2 separate regions of the Zea mays genome follow, and region 2 is linked to region 1. The links are chromatin contacts, called in public Hi-C maps. All regions are on one chromosome and are shown on one strand. The core of a region is the stretch at or near the end of the contact, and the rest is flanking DNA. Distances in the headings are between cores, read along the strand shown. Region 1 has its middle 9.8 kb from the start of LOC103638669. Region 2 overlaps LOC100216965 (solute carrier family 35 member B1).

Region 1 (3,569 bases), core at 645-3,144:
TATTGAAACAAAGATCTCTGGTGCTGGTTAGATCCCAAGCGTGCCATCGGATTCTTTAGTTTAGCCACTAGGCGAGAGGGACTTTTCGAATCAACCATCGACTCTCCTGATCTCCTGAGGGAAAATAGGGTTGCCTAATTAGTTGTGGCCCTAAGGGAAATCCACTTTTTCTTCTTGGGTATCGAGGGCAAATCCGGTTGTTGAGTGAACTCGTGAATCAAACAAAACCCTTCTTCTCGAACTGCTAGTGACCTACCGGACTTAGAACCTGGCCTGGCTTTCGAGAGGAGAGTGAAGTGGAAGCATGAGTGCTTACACGAACGGAAGGAAGTAGAAGTAAGCAAGCCATATTTCGACCCGCTTCATTGAACCTTAGAATGGCAAGTGCTCTTCCTGATGAAGCCCGGAAAAACGATCTGTAGCGACAAGCAAGAAAACAAACCTCTTTTCTGATGAAAGTGATTATGGCTGCCATGACAAAGACAAAAATAAAATAAATAAGTGACAAAGACAAAAAGTATTTAAAAACGCCTACCGTGGGGCTCGAACCCATGACCACAAGTTTAAGAGCCTTGTATTTTACCAACTGAGCTAGACAAGTTTTCTATACAGAACGGAGCTCGGCGCCAAGATCTATGGCGCCGAGCTCGGTACCACGTCGGCGCCACGACGTCCGTTTGTGCCAACGCAGCACGTACCTCGGCGCCATAGCCTATGGCGCCGAGCTGTGTTACCTCGGCGCCACAGGCTACGGCGCCGAGTAAAGGGTCCAAAAATGACATTAAAATTTTCTAGGGTCTAAACGTGAATTTTTTTCCGATGAAGGACCAAAATGCAAAAAATTCGGCACTATCGCACACCCTCAGCTGCTCCAATTAGCCAAGCGTTTGATCGGCAGGAGGTTCTATGACCCGTCAGTGCAGAGTGTCATGAAGCTATGGCTGTTCAAGGTCATCTCAGGCCCTGGTGACAAGCCCATGATTGTAGTCAACTACAAGGGTGAGGAGAAGCAGTTCGCTGCTGAGGAGATCTCCTCTGTGGTCCTCATCAAGATGAAGGAGATTGCAAAAGCCTATAGCGATTCCACCATCAATGACGCAGTGGTGACAGTACCGTCTACTTCAATGACTCGCAGAGGCAGGCCACCACGGACGACAGTGTCATTGCGGGCCTTAATGTGATGTGTCATATTCTCGGATTGGGATATATGGCGTCTAAAGCAGAAGTTGAGCCATCAATCGTTGTCTACACTGTCAGTGGCTTGACGGCAAGCCATATTTCGAGGAGTGGGGAATGTCAGCCCTGTTACACAAGAGGCGGCTGCGCCAATCACGGACGACAAGGATGGAGATAGCCGAGGGTCTGCCGAGGCAAGTAACTGAGCACGTCCAAGGCGTGAGAAGTGTGGCAACGTCTGTATTACTGGGCCGAGTTGGTCGTGTAAGGGTTAGCTGGGCCGAGCTGCCGAGAAAGTATAAAGGATACAACTTAGGCAATTGTAAGGATATCGAATAACCAAAATAGCAAATCCATTTTCACAGCTACTCCTATCTTCTTCTTCCCCACGACATCTCTTCTTCCTTTACCTACGCCCCCAGCAACTGTTGTTCGTGCACTAGTCGACGGAGTTGCTAACAGCGCAGGTGGACGGTGGTTGTGTGCTGCGCGCCGCGGAGCTGGGGCGGTGCGTCGAGGATGTCATGGGGGACGAGACAGCCACGGCTAAGGTGAGGCGCATGGCAGGGGAATGGAAGCGGGTAGTTGCGGAAGCTATAGGAAAAGGAGGCTCGTCATATAAATCTCGTGGCATTTGTAGACGCTGGAAGGAGCAGCACCAGCACTTGAAGCGGACATGTGCCTCTGTCGACTGTCGTCCGCCGGAATTCAGTCGATGGAGTCATGGACCGTGTGTCAAGTGCAGGGAGCAGCACTCAAGAGTGACACATGCAAATGGCAATGCATGAACTGTGTGTCATGTGATCGGCGCCGAAAGCTGTCATGTTCAAGGGAATCTACTCATTTGTACTCAGAAAAGATGTCATGGTCGAGCAGCTACCCAAGTGTTTGTTGTTCCCAAGTTCAAGCTTCTGTCTGGATCTGCAGTGCTCGCACAGAACTCACTTGCAGCTACATCAAAAGCCTAAAACAGGCAAACGGATGTCCTCCGTATCGCAGGGGAGCGGTGCAAGTGAAGGGGAGGAGAATGCTTTTCTGAATTAAGAAATCACAGATGGATGAACCAAACACGCATTTCATTTTAACTAGCAAAGTGTCTTACGTTACTACAGTTTTCATTTATGCTTACATGTACAATATAAGACACAAATATATGTATGTTCCGTTGGTAGTTAGGTTTTTGTGAATGTGAGTTTAGATCCAACACCATGATTCAAATCTCTATTTGTGCATAGTTTTAATATTTTACTATTTAAATATGGGGGACTGTAACACCCTGAATTTGAGGGTATAAAATTTCTTTTTTATGATCATCCAAATTCAGGTGTTACTTTTCTCTATCTCACTCTAGTTTCTCTCTCTCTCTCTAGTTTTCCCTCTCTCTTTCTCTTTTAATTAGAGTTAGTTGTATTAGTGAGGGATTATTTATTTTATTTTGCCCCAAAACATATGAGTCATGGAATGTTGCATCATATTGAGCCTAAATATTCTTTGAATTGTTGCACGTATTTGATTTGGTTTGAATTTGAAACTTGAATTGAATTTGAATTGAAAACTCTAGAGAAAATAAATAGAAAAGGCAATAGAAATTCCAGGAAAATAGAAAAGGCCATTTTGGCCCAAGCCAGACCAATAAGCCCAGCCCGCGCGCACCCCCCTATGTCTGACAGGCGGGCCCCCTGTCGGTGCAAGCTAGCGCGCTCACTTCTCTCCCACTCTCTGTCCCGTGGGCCAGACCTGTCGGCGCTGGTTCTCTCGCGCGCACCCGCTCTCCCTCTCTCTGCCCCGCCATCCCCACCTGTCAGCCCGTCTCTAACCTATCACCCATGATCTCCCCGCCGTGGACGCGCCCACGACCGTGCGTTCTTCGGCCACGTCCGAGCCCCCACGCCCCTTTTGAGCCCCGCGCCCTGCTCGCCCACCTCCCCTCTTTCATTTGCGCCCTCTGCCCAGCTCCCTCGCCCTCTCTCTCGCTCTGCCTACACGAACCGAGAGCTCCGCTACCGCCCGCCGACGCCCACCGTCTGTTCCGTGGCCGCCGTTGCGCCCGTGCCCCGTCCAGTGCCACGGTGAGCTTCGCCTTGCCGTCAGCTACTCGGGACACCCATTGGTGTGCCCTCTCCCTCCCTACTGTGCGCCCGGTCCACGCTCACCGGAGCGTTTTCTTGCGCAGCCGGAGTCCTCCACCGTCGCTCCATCGAGCCCCTGCGCCTCCGCCGTTGCTTCGCGACGCCAGCGCTTCTCGAGGTGAGCAACCTGCCCGTGCCCTTAATTTGGTTATCCTCGCTCTATAGCTCGCACGATTGCTCGTCGGAGCAATCTAGCGCCGCCGTTAGCCCGCTCCACCGTGGTCTGCGCTCTCTGGTGCCCTCGTGCCGGCGTGAAGGTCATGG
Region 2 (3,273 bases), core at 360-2,859, 250 kb after region 1:
CGTCATGTAGAATCTTCCTCGAATGCAATGCTGGATTTTTCAGCGGCTGGATCCAGACGTGTTTATCTTCATAATCTTTGGATCAGACTCGACGACAGCAACAAGAAACCTACTGAGCAGACAGTTAAGCCAGCGGCCGGCCCATGCGTGTCGAGGTGTCATTCTCGAACACAGAGCAACCATTCTAGATCTCATCGGAATGCGCATATAAATAGATGGCCCTTGGATTGCTATAGGTCGCAATCACACAATCATACGAACATCGTTGTAGCAGTAGGCACGAAGATGGTAAGCTCACCTGATTCTGTGCCGGCCAGATCGAGGCCGATGGCGACGATACAGGATCACTTCCTGTTTGTGACCGATCCGATGCAAAGCCACATCAACCCGGCGCGGCGGCTGGCGGTGCGCGTCGCGGCGGCGATGCCGAACGCGCGCGTCACCTTCTCCACCGCCGTCAGCGGCCACCGCCACATGTTCCCGCACCTGACGTCCCCCGACGGCGAGGTCGTCCAGGGCGTCGTCTCGTACATCCCCTACTCGGACGGCTTCGACGGCGGGTTCAACCCGGAGGCGCACGGCGTCGGCGCGTACAGGGAGCGCGCGCGCCAAGTCGGGTCCGAGACGCTCGCGTCCATCGTCGCCCGCCTCGCCAGGCGGGGTCACCCCGTGACGCGCGTCGTGTACACCGCGCTCGTCGGGTGGGTCCCCGCGGTCGTGCGCGCGGGCGGCGTCCCCGCGGCGCTGTACTGGGTAAAGCCGGCCACTGTGTTCGCCGTGTACTACCACTGCTTCCACGGCCACGGCGCGCTCCTGGACTCCTGCGCGGGCGACGCCGACGCGGACCCTAACGCCACCGTCCGCCTGCCGGGCCTCCCGCCGCTTAAGGCCGACGCCCTCCCGTCCTTCGCGTCCATGGCCTCGCCGGGGAGCCGCAACTACCTGACGCTCGACATGCTGCGCGACATCTTCCTGGCGCTTGATGAACACGGGCCCACTGTGCTCGTGGACACGTTCGACGCGCTGGAACCCGAGGCGCTGCGCGCGGTGCCGCGGTTCAACCTCATCGCCGTGGGCCCGGTGGTGGTGGATGAGCCGTGCAGGCCATGCGTGGAGTTGTTCCAGCCCAACGATGCCACCGCGTGCATGGGCTGGCTGGACACGATGCCGGCGCGCTCCGTGGTGTTCGTGTCCTTCGGCAGCATCCTCTCGTTGAGCAAGCGGCAGGACGAGGAGCTGAGGCGCGGCCTGGAGGCCACCGGCCGGGCATACCTCCTGGTGGCACGCAAGGGCAACAATGGTGGTAGCGATGGTAGCGGGAAGGGGATGGTGGTGGAGTGGTGCAACCAGACGAAGGTTCTGTCGCACGGCGCTGTCGGGTGCTTCGTCACGCACTGCCGGTGGGACTCGACGCTGGAGAGCATTACAGGCGGCGTGCCGATGGTAGCCGTGCCGAGGTGGGCGGACCAGCCGACCGTGGCAGCACTAGTGGAGGCATCTGCGGGCGTGGGCGTGCGTGCGCGGGTGGACGGCGACGGAGTGGTGGAGCGTCGTGAGCTGCAGCGGTGCGTCGAGAAGGTCATGGGAAGCACGGACAGCGCTTCGGCAGTGAGGGCACGCGCAGAGTGCTGGGGCCAACGCGCCAAAGAGGCGGCCGCCGTAGGGGGGACGTCGCAGAGGAATCTCCGAGCGTTTGCGTCCGGGCTGTGACTTGTGAGCCACGCACCGATGCGTCACGCATATGGTCAAAATAAACACGGATTTTACCATGACCATTCACGTTAATAATGTTTGTTGACAAGAAATGAGCCCACTGCTCATTGACGGTAGCAATCGACACTGGACAGCGACTTCGTCGTCTTTGTTTCTTCCGATTATTAATTCAACAATTCGGAGACTAGAATAAAACATAACTAGCAAGGTGGTCCACGTAAATAAAATAATAGCTAATTATTTTGACTTTTCTAGATAGATAAAACAACCAAAACCTATCTAAACAAGCCAAAAACAACATATAACTAGCAACGAAGGGAGTATGAAAAAGAAATTAGAACAACCTTGCTTAACTTGCCTTGGTTGCTATTTATGCTCATTATTTGATACATGGCCTAATATGACTCAAAGTCTAAATCTATTATAATTTTAAGATTCTATCTCTATCCTTAACCATGTATATTTATATCTCTAAAGATGTGGTCGACAAATCGTCTATATGATCATGGAAAACATTGTTTTACACTACATAGACTGCACTGCATATAGATTGAAATTTGAAATGGGATAGGAACTGCACTGCATATAGATTGAAATTTGAAATAGGATAGGATGAATAAGACTGCGCCCTTGGCAGTGGGAAGAAAGCAGACGACCATATGATCTAATTTGAAGTCCTATGCTGATTTTAAGTCCTGTGCTTCTGCCATCTTCTCCACTTCATTCAATGAGCATTTCAATATAGTTTTCAGGTTCGAATTTTAAAATCAAATTCAAATTTAAAAGATAAAAAAAGGAATCATCAGTTAAATTTATGCTCCACAAGTAAGAAAAAAACTGCTATGTTCACCGAGTTAGGCTCCTGAGTTAAGGACTATTCGTATATTCCTTATATTGTTTAGGTGGGTATTTTCTTCTAGTAGCATAAGACAAATCCACGAGATCAACATTTAAGTGAAACACATGAATCCTCCCTCTAGAACATAAATTAGAGCTGTTACCAATAGCTCAGCCTCACACTTGGTATCACTCATAATAATCCATGTAAAAGTTCCTAATTTCAAACAGACTGCATTAACGTTATCCTGGTCAACCTCACAAGAGATCTGTCCAATTGAAGTTACAAATCAGAAAAGGTTGAAGAATCAAGCTTACTCCTTGTGCTCTCTGCCTTTCTTTCTCTTCCATTTGAGATATATTTGGATAGAGAGGCCTAAGAAGACCATCACAACACTACCCCATTGCTTCAAAGATAATGGATTGCCACTGATGACGGATGAAACCACAATGCTCATGAATTTACGGGTGGTAGTGATTGTTGTGTTAGTAAGAGAGCCAAACCGGCTGATGGTTAAGAAGATGAAGTTCTGCCCCACGGCGCCACATAGGCAGAATAGGAAAATGTCCCAGGCCACCTCTGGGTTCTCCTGGCAAAATCTCAATGCCTCAAAACCATTTGCATATGGCCAGTTACTGAATAGTAATGGCGCAACAAACATAATTACAGCATTATATATGGTCCCCCAGAGGTTCATGCCAAGCATTATATCCCATGGGTTT

What was found. A called contact is a pair of places that touch in the nucleus more often than the background predicts.
Region 2: a Hi-C map of ear shows a contact between it and region 1, with 4 times the contacts expected there. The contact joins two enhancer-like sites. A contact is called at or near these places in 9 of 25 Hi-C or Micro-C datasets (ear, endosperm, leaf and 3 more).

Annotation. Positions count from the first base shown.
Region 1 is chr9:92,912,302-92,915,870 of Zm-B73-REFERENCE-NAM-5.0, forward strand. No RefSeq gene overlaps it. Among protein-coding and RNA genes, the nearest start is that of LOC103638669, 9.8 kb to the left of the region's middle. Within about 2 kb of position 1,895, at least 5 of the 20 cell types and tissues checked have an H3K27ac peak or open chromatin away from gene starts, as enhancers often do. A contact at or near this core is called in ear and tassel, where this site is marked.
Region 2 is chr9:93,157,857-93,161,129 of Zm-B73-REFERENCE-NAM-5.0, forward strand. It overlaps LOC100216965 (solute carrier family 35 member B1), which reads right to left. Exons shown (of 7, transcript NM_001143346.1): 7 at 2,666-3,273. The coding sequence ends at 2,865. Among protein-coding and RNA genes, the nearest start is that of LOC100216965, 11 kb to the right of the region's middle. Within about 2 kb of position 1,610, at least 18 of the 20 cell types and tissues checked have an H3K27ac peak or open chromatin away from gene starts, as enhancers often do. A contact at or near this core is called in ear and tassel, where this site is marked.